3 separate regions of the Gossypium hirsutum genome follow, and all the other regions are linked to region 2. The links are chromatin contacts, called in public Hi-C maps. All regions are on one chromosome and are shown on one strand. Each heading gives the region's core, a stretch centred on a gene start, on an enhancer-like site or on the middle of the called end of the contact. The rest is flanking DNA. Distances are from core to core; before and after follow the strand shown. Region 1 holds the start of LOC107939615 (bZIP transcription factor 44). Region 2 holds the start of LOC107938881 (basic leucine zipper 4). Region 3 has its middle 32 kb from the start of LOC121211384.

The links. Hi-C and Micro-C count contacts between places; a contact is called where the count stands out from the background.
Region 1: a contact with region 2 is called in a Hi-C map of leaf, with 2.2 times the contacts expected there. The contact joins the promoter of LOC107939615 here to the promoter of LOC107938881 in region 2. A contact is called at or near these places in 5 of 34 Hi-C or Micro-C datasets (hypocotyl, leaf and petal).
Region 3: a Hi-C map of leaf shows a contact between it and region 2, with 2.3 times the contacts expected there. The contact joins the enhancer-like site here to the promoter of LOC107938881 in region 2. A contact is called at or near these places in 8 of 34 Hi-C or Micro-C datasets (callus, hypocotyl and leaf).

Annotation. Positions count from the first base shown.
Region 1 is chrA12:44,039,499-44,042,517 of Gossypium_hirsutum_v2.1, reverse strand. It overlaps LOC107939615 (bZIP transcription factor 44), which reads right to left and starts at 1,389. Exons shown (of 1, transcript XM_016872960.2): 1 at 494-1,389. The coding sequence starts at 1,309. The coding sequence ends at 797.
Region 2 is chrA12:44,260,564-44,263,444 of Gossypium_hirsutum_v2.1, reverse strand. It overlaps LOC107938881 (basic leucine zipper 4), which reads right to left and starts at 1,438. Exons shown (of 1, transcript XM_016872132.2): 1 at 537-1,438. The coding sequence starts at 1,389. The coding sequence ends at 829.
Region 3 is chrA12:44,396,577-44,399,618 of Gossypium_hirsutum_v2.1, reverse strand. It overlaps the pseudogene LOC107924374. Among protein-coding and RNA genes, the nearest start is that of LOC121211384, 32 kb to the left of the region's middle. Within about 2 kb of position 1,403, at least 8 of the 9 cell types and tissues checked have an H3K27ac peak or open chromatin away from gene starts, as enhancers often do. A contact at or near this core is called in hypocotyl and leaf, where this site is marked.

The sequences.
Region 1 (3,019 bases), core at 140-2,639, 220 kb after region 2:
GGAAGGAACTTTTGGTTATAATAAAATATTAAATTTAAGGAAGGGGATTTTAAAAACTTGATCATGTCTCTCCAAATTCAATGGAGTGATTAAGGTCATCAGATCAAACCCGAAATCAAATGATATCTTTGAGACATTGCTAACACTTGGATTGCTATAAAATAATGGCTGAGTCTTTGTATTACTTTTTTATGTTTAGAGTTTCATCATTTTAATTTAATGTAATTTTTTATTTTTTTAATTTAAAAATTTTAGTTTAATTATAAACATAACTAGACATATTTTGTTAAATTCAAGTCTATAAAAAAATTAATTTTTTTGTTACATGATTAAGTACGTATTTTTATTATTTTAAAATGTTACACCAATAAATTTAACAAAATAATTTTAAAAATTTTAAAAATTCAAGTAAAAAAATGATTAAATTTTAAATATAAAAAGATATACATATTCTAACAAAAATAATAAAAAGGTAAGTTCAATTAAATATAAACAAAACCATATAATAGGAGCTTAAAACTAGACGACTTTCCGATGCTAAGAAGAAGGAAGAAGACAACAAAAATAACTTTGACGAAAACCAAACACTGACTAACTTGTTTTTAGTACACTACAATACTCTGGTTTCTTCCTCTCTTCGGCAAAAAAGGAAGACAGAAAAGAACCCAGAGAAAACCTATTAATTTTCTTTCTCTATCACCATTTTAATTTACAGAAAGAGATAGAGATAGCTAGCTTCTCGTTTGTGGAGAGAATTTTAATGTAGTTTATTGTGAAGTTTAATATATGTATGCATTTAGATGATTAATGGTGGTGGAGTTTGTTCGGACATGACAGGAACGTTATTGTATGGCCATGTAGATGAAAACTGTTGCAGTTGCTTGAATAGCAAAATTTGCTGTATGTCCGACAATTTTTGTCGGAGAACAGTGTACTCAGATCGGAGGCTGTCGTTGTCAGTCCTTACACGGTGACAGTGGTACAAAAGGAACCTCAAGCGGCTAGTCAGTTCTCGGTTCTCGATTCTAAGCCGGTTCACCAGATTCCTTAGGTTTTCTAAATGCTTCTGTTTGCGCATCCGTGACCTCCTGGCCGACTCCCGGTTCGACATCATCCGTCTTCTCTTGCGTTCCTCAATGATGGAAAGCTTTAGGTTTGATTCATCCAAACCGGAATTGGAGTGGGTTTGGTTTGGTTCACTCGAAGCAGAACCCGACCGAGCGGGTCCTACTGATTGGATAGTGGAAAAAAGTTGGGAGCAATCCCAATCGCATTCGAGACTTTCCATCGTCGGAACAGTGGACAACATGGCTTAACTAATAACAGTAAGAACAAAAAGAAAACCAAAAACTTGTAAATTTATATATGGGAAAGGTGAGAAGGAGGAAAAAAGGGAAGAAATGCAGCCTAGGGGGCTCATATTTATGGACAAATTTGAGGACCGGTGTGGGCTCTACATGACTGAAACTCAAGGGTATTTTGGTAACATACTACATATAATCAATACAATATGTAATTAAAGTAGAGAAGTTTATTTGATATTTTTGGTAATCATATTTTAAATCTTTATTATTAAACCTACTTCATTGACTAATATATTAACTATTATTATGTACTAGAATATCCCCTATGAACACAAATTAAACCCGCCCCGCCCTACTTTTCCTCTCTATTCAATAACTTTTGAGTCAGGTGGCAATACGGTGTTTTTATTTATTTATTTATTTTTTTTGGAGAAATATGGTGGTGTTTCAGCCATACTTTTTGTAGGGAAAAAAAAGTAGTGTGAGGATCACGAGGACACGTGCCAAATTATTATGGCACAATAATTTTTTTCCTCCAATTTAAAAAAATTATTTTAATTTTTTATTTAATTTTTCGTATTTTTTTTAAATTTGTATTATTTATCAAACCACATCAAAATAAATATTAAATTTGCTAATATGATATGCATGTAAATGACTGTATATATGGCACCACATTAACAATTAATTAATTTTTTAAAATTTTAAAAAATAACATACATGACATCAATAAAATTATTAAATATCAATTTTAAAATAATTTGAGAAATAACTTTAAACAATAAAAAAGACAAAAAAAATTAATCAAAAAGTTAATATTATTTTTGTAAAAAGTAAAATAAATTATTATAATAGGATGAGCCAATAATTGAAAAGGTCCTTACGTGGGAGTATGGAGAGTCGAACCGGGGGCAAAACCGGTGTCTGATTAATTGCATTAATTACACCATAAGTAGCGTTAAAACTGGAAATCAATATCAAATGACGTTTTCACTTAAAAGATTTTATATAATCTAAAAAGAAGGTTAAAAATTTAATTGTTATTAATTATGAAATTGAGAAAAGTTAAAAGGTGTATGTCACCCACAGCTAATAATTTAAGACAAATATTAAGAAATTATTTCAAGTTTTTGACTTCCGTTTTTTTATCCTAAAAACAATTTTGATGTTATTATTCATCATTAATCAAATTTGTATATATGGAAGTGTTTAGTTTGATAGAATCATCATTGAGGATAAAAATAAATAAAGGAAAAGGGAAAAAAATTGAATAATTAATGGTTGTATTTAAAAATTTATTCAATCATTTGAGGGTAATTGTTAATAATTATAAATGAGTAATTATTCGTGAAGTACTAAAATTAAACTCTGAGAGATAGAGAATTGGAATAATTATGTGACAATTAACTCTTGTAAATTTCAAAAATTTTTTACTATTAAACATAATATCATGGGCGAAAATAGAAATTTTTTTAGGGGTCAAAATTAAATTGTAATTTTTACAAGAAAAAAATACAATTTCAGTATTTTAATAGCCTACATCTTTATAATTTTTAAATATTAAATCACATTTTTATTTTTTTAATAAGTCAAAATACCATTTTACCTTTATTAATTTAAAATTTTAAAGGGCTTAAATAGATAATTTTCTATTTTAGGTTGAGGCACTTGCATAATATATGAAATTAAAAAGTAATTATATTTTGTTAGTAAAA
Region 2 (2,881 bases), core at 189-2,688:
CATTAGCCGTTAAAACCTTTCCTTCACTGTTAATTTTAGCATATTCTATTTCACTTTATGCCAAAGGGAAGGACAACCTTACCCTTCAATAACTTTTTTTTGTTTTTGTTAGGAGCATAATCAAATTCAGCCGAGCCTAAATATTATTAAGTTCTAATTTGATTTGAAATTTAAAGTTTAATATTTAACTCGAATTTGATCGAAGATATATTTTTAAGTTTGAGATCGATTAAATTTATTTATTAATTTTTGTATTTAAACTTGAACTCAACTCAATAATTACATAATTTAACAAAAATAAAAAAATGAAAAGCTCAATATAACTTGTGAACTGTTCAAATAAAGTATTATTAAATTCGAATTTAATTTGATAATTATCGAATCGAATTTGAATAGTTTACCAACACCAATATATTTTATCATATATAATATTAGAGCAAGAGTATCTTAGAAGCCCAATGGAGTGATGAAATGAAACCCAAAATTAAATGATAACTTTGAGACACTGGGATGAGATATACAAAATAATAAAAAAGTAAGTTTCAATGATTTGCTATATTGCATAGTGGGAGGGATTTTTCAAAGCTAACAATAAAAAAGAAGAAAACAAAAATAACGTTGACAAAAACCAAACACTGACTCAACTTATTTCTACACTATAATACTCTGTGGTTTCGTATCTCTTTAGCAAAAAAGGAAGACAGAAAAAAAACCCATCCATTTTCTTTCTCTAACACCATTTTAATTTACAGAAAGAGATAGCTAGTTTCTCGCTTTTGGAGAGAAATTTAATGTAGTTTTATTGTGAAGTTTAATATATGTATGCGTTTAGATGATTAATGGTGGTGGAATTTTTTCGGACATGACAGTCACATTATTGCATGGCCATGCAGATGAAAACTGCTGCAGCTGCTTGAATAGCAAATTTTGATGCATGTCCGACAATTTTTGTCGGAGCAGAGTGGACTCGGATCGGAGGCGGTCGTTGTCAGTCCTTACACGATGACAGTGGTACAAAAGGAACCTCAAACGGTAAGTCAGTTGTCGGTTCTCGATTCTAAGCCGGTTCGCCTGGTTCCTTAGGTTTTCTAAATGCTTCTGTTTACGCATCCGTGACCTCCTGGCCGATTCCCGGTTCGATATCATGCGTCTTCTCTTTCTTTCATCGATGATGAAAAGCGTTTGGTTTGATTCGTCCAAACCGGAATTGGAGTGAGTTTGGGTTTGGGTTTGGTTCAGTTCAGTCGAAGCGGAACCGGACCGAGCGGGTCCTACTGATTGGGTAGTGGAAAAAAGTTGGGAGCAATCCCAAGCGCTTTGGAGAGAGGGAAATGGATCACTTTCCATCATGGGATTGGAGGAAATAATGGCCGGAACAGTGGACAACATGGCTTCCTTTAAGAATAACAAACATACATGGGGAAAGAAAAGGAGGAGAAAAGGGAAGAAATGCAGCGTAGGAGGCCTGTATTTATGGGCAGCTTAAGGGTAGTTTGGTAATATTATCAATAAAGTAGAGTTAATTAAAAAGCCATTTATTTAGGTGATGGGTGGGAGTAGATAGATGGTTCAAGTCTCCATCAGATCAAAAGCATTCGATCATGTCCATCTATGAGGCCTACTTTTAAATTTTTATTATAATTTAATCAAACTTTTCTGGGGCGGCATCATTACCCCATAATTAATTTAATTCAACTAATGAACAGGAATGTGAAAGAAATTTAAGTTCCTGCTTCTTAGGAAGTTCCTGAATGTAAGGAACATCACATAAATTCCTACTTCCTCATAGTCATGGATCATTTTCCAAAATTTTCAACAAAGTTTAGTACAATGTTATGCCATAAGGTGTGTGTTTCAACCAAGGATTTAGAGTGTTGTTTCGGTAAAAATAATATAGTAATTAATTTTTTTTTTGAGGAATTTGATATCCGATTTATTTTACATAATTTTAGTTTTTTTAAAAAAATTATTTTGTTAAAAATATTTATAATTTTTACAAATCTAATGATATTCCTATTGAATATTTTCTATATTATTAATTTTCTTTTATAATTATATTTTTAGTTTGTAAAATTTCATTATTTCAAGTTTTCATGGAAGAACTATTTATCCAAACTAATCAATTACAATTATTACCATTTTGAATTTATGAATTCTAAAATACTAACATTTTAAAAATCTCTAAAAATTTAAAATTCTTCGCCCAACCTCACTCTTAAAAGTTTAAACATAAACATATGTATTTAGTATATAAATCAGATTATATACAACAATTAAGGGTAAATTATAAAAATAGTCACCTAACTATGTCTTTAGTTCTATTTTAGTCACCTAGCTATTGTTTTTTTATTTAATCACTAAACTTTTAGAAATTAAATAATTTAATCATTCCCCCATTAGTTGCCGTTAGATGAGTGACGGAAAGCCCTTTTTTTATTAGTCTAATAACAAATTCAACCCCCTAATGTTTAGGCATTCTATTAATTTGATCTTAAATATTAAAAAAATTCAAAAAATTTAACCCTTAATGTTTACAAAATTATGTTCAAATTCTAAAAAATCCAATAACTTTAACCTTCAATGTAACGCCTCAAAATTTTAAATTTTTGTTTGTTAAATTTAGTCATAAGATATGTATTTACTTCAGTGGTTTGGAGCATTGGTTGTGTGTTTGAGATTAGGGATTTAAGTCCCACTATTGGAAATTTTTGTTATCTTTTTTACTCAACCTTTGTCTTTGAACTCTCAACTTAAGTTTAATTCTGTGTAAATTTATATTAACAATGGGCTTACTGGTTCAGTGGTAAAGCTTTAACTAATTCTTTAGTTTTGCGTTCAAGTCTCTATGGAACCAATAAGGAAATGTTTGGCATGTTTTTTT
Region 3 (3,042 bases), core at 154-2,653, 140 kb before region 2:
TACCTTTGAACACAAACATCCCTCCTTGATAGTATCAAAGAGGAAAACTTATATTATAACAGTGAATTTAGGGTTATACAAGCTAAAATGAAATTAGGCTTACCTGTTGCAGTACACTACTTGTTTCGTCAGGGGTGGCCTCAATTGTGTAGTTTTTTTACAGCTTCTTGCAGGGACTCAAATCTTGAAAACACTTTAGTCTGCACGACCTAGACAGTGTATGATTGACAAGCATGTGTTTGTTTTATTTTTACACTCCATCAATGTAATAGATGTTTGTGTCCAAAATTACTGAAATCTGAAAAATCGAGAACAAAATACTGCAGAGAATGGAAAAGAGATGTACACTTGCTGGGTTGAAAAATGTACGACCAAAGCCATAATATAGGCCCAAAATATCATATGCCTGAAAAGGAGAATGTTAAAAAAACCAATTAAAGGGAAAATATGGATCCATTAACACACTGATATTACCTCTCGGTTTGGATCAGCGTAAAGGCAATCCATTGGAAATGGTAGCTGAATCAATTTCAGTGAGCCAACTTATGAAATTTGTTAACAACAATAATTATAATAATAATAATAAATTTGGTATCAATGGTACCCGTTCTGCAAGCAAACGTGCTTTGTTAGGTGTACCAACGCCGATTGCAATCAGTTTAACTCCAGCTGATTCAAATCTTGCTTTTGCTTCTTTCAATTCTAAACCAAGTTCCCAGCTAATAATGAATCAAAGAACATAACTTGTTTAGCAATGAATCATATAAATTTACACATACAATAAATAAATAAATAAATAAACGCCCAGTCAAGTGAGGACCAACAAGGGCATCCGAAATGGCGTAGATGTGCAACAACTGCAATTCCCTGTTGGGGGTAAAGAGAATAAATTAATAAAAGGCAAAGATCGGAGCAAGTTTTTAGCAATAAGAAAGGAGTAAAATTTACTTGGTTTTGGTCCCTAAGGTCTTTGAGAAAGACAGGCTGATCAGCAGCAGTGAAAATGGTAACATCCCCAAGGACGTCACCTATATCTGCACTGAATTCAGAGGTAGAGGCTTTTCCCACGACCCCAGAGTTGTTGGTGCCATTATTGCATGTGAAAAGCTTGGCTGGTTTTAGTTTTATAGGAGAAGAAATGGGGAATTTTAATGAAGGAATTTGAGATCCAAATTTAAGAGAATTAATTGAAGAAAAATATAGAGGTCGCACCGATTGCAGGTTTTGTGAAGGTAAGGTGGTCATTGTAGGGATACAGAGGGTGGGAAACTGAAAACTTTCCAAGAAACAAAAAATGGTCGATTTATTTTGACCCCAATTTTATTTGATGAAATTTGTGGAGGGAGGAATTTCTTGTTGCTGGATTGGTGGTTGAGAGATCATCAACGTTTCTATTGTGTGGGCTGCTTATTTGGATTAGGTTTTCAATTGGCTGGGATCTAGCCCACTAAATCACTTCTTTTTTTCAAGTCCAATATTATTTCCTTTCTAAGAGTTTTTACCATCTTTTCGTGGCAGTATTGCCATTAGACTGCTCAATGATTCCATAATTAGATAACTGATTAGCCATTGACTACCACCAACTTAAACCTCCTCCTAAGTTTTAAATTGGTAACTAAATTTTTTTGGGTCAATTAAATATTTGAATTTAATTTTTTAGTTTAAATTGGTACTTAAATTTAATTTTTTTTTCAAATTAATATTTACAATGAATGACTTATTTAAACCAATTTGAATTATGAAGCTAAGTTCAAGTACCTAATTGGACACACAAAAAAAAAAAAGCTTAAATAACTAAACTAAGTTCGACATCCTTTTCTTTTATCGGTAGTTCCACCAATTGATATGTTTCTACAAATAAATTGAAATTTAATTTCTTTCATTGGATATTCAATTTTTCGAAACTTATAAAGTTCTTCCGTTAAGCCTCGATCCATGAGCGCACAAAATCTTTCAAATTGCATCTGATTCGGCTTAAGTATTATAAACATTTTTCCATTTTCATCCCCAAACATTTTAAATTTCCCATTTCTCAAAATAATCCTACTCTTTTTTCATTATTTATCAAATGACATAAATTAATTCAATAATGATACAACTAAATGAAATTTTGTCTAATTTCATATAGGATACGAAAAAAATTATACTCAAATTTGAATTTATATTTACAATAAACAGAATTTATAAATGAGATTTAGCCGCATAGACTTTTGAATAGAATAAACCTCTACCATTATTATTATGATATTACATATTCCAATAACCAATAAAGCATTGCTCTCGATTTTGACATATCAAACATATAAATCAAATAGCCAGTGGGCCTTGAAGAGTATTGCTAGGCTTCCATCATAGTAACCACTTCTAATCAAACATCTAATCAAATTGGTGCCCTCTAACTAAGCTGAAACTGGGCTGATTGAAAGCAACGCATGTCCATAAAAGGGTGAATATCATCTTCAGTACCTTGCACCCCCTCAAATTGCACACTTATTGGTGGCAGATCATGAAGCAATCTTTAGCTAAAAAACAAACCTTGCTAGGTAAAATTAATCTCCAAAGGGTTATTCGGCGTTCTGATACACAACTTGTCTCTCTCTTAGCTATGTAGTCCCTCAGTCTCAACCTCTTTAGCATGCACTAATCTGTAAGCAGATTTTACTACGAAAATATTGTAGTATGAAAAGGTTCGCATTTTGTCCGACTGAAGTTGGGATTGAATTTGAATTTTATATTTATTTTTAGATTTTTGTTTAATAGTTTATTAATTTATCATATTTATAGCTTTTTTTATTAATTAAAAAAGAAAATAGAATGTTAAAAACATGAAAAGTTTAAAAAATTGAATTCTTGTTTTTATATATACTAGGTTTAATTTCAGGGGCTACACATGTAATATTATTAAATTATAATGTAGTAATACAATTCAATTACTTTTTAAAATATAATTAAAATAATTTTCATAATGTACCAATATGAAATCATAAATTTAAATTCAAAATATCAATGAAAGATAGCATAAATTTTGAATCTTAACATCAA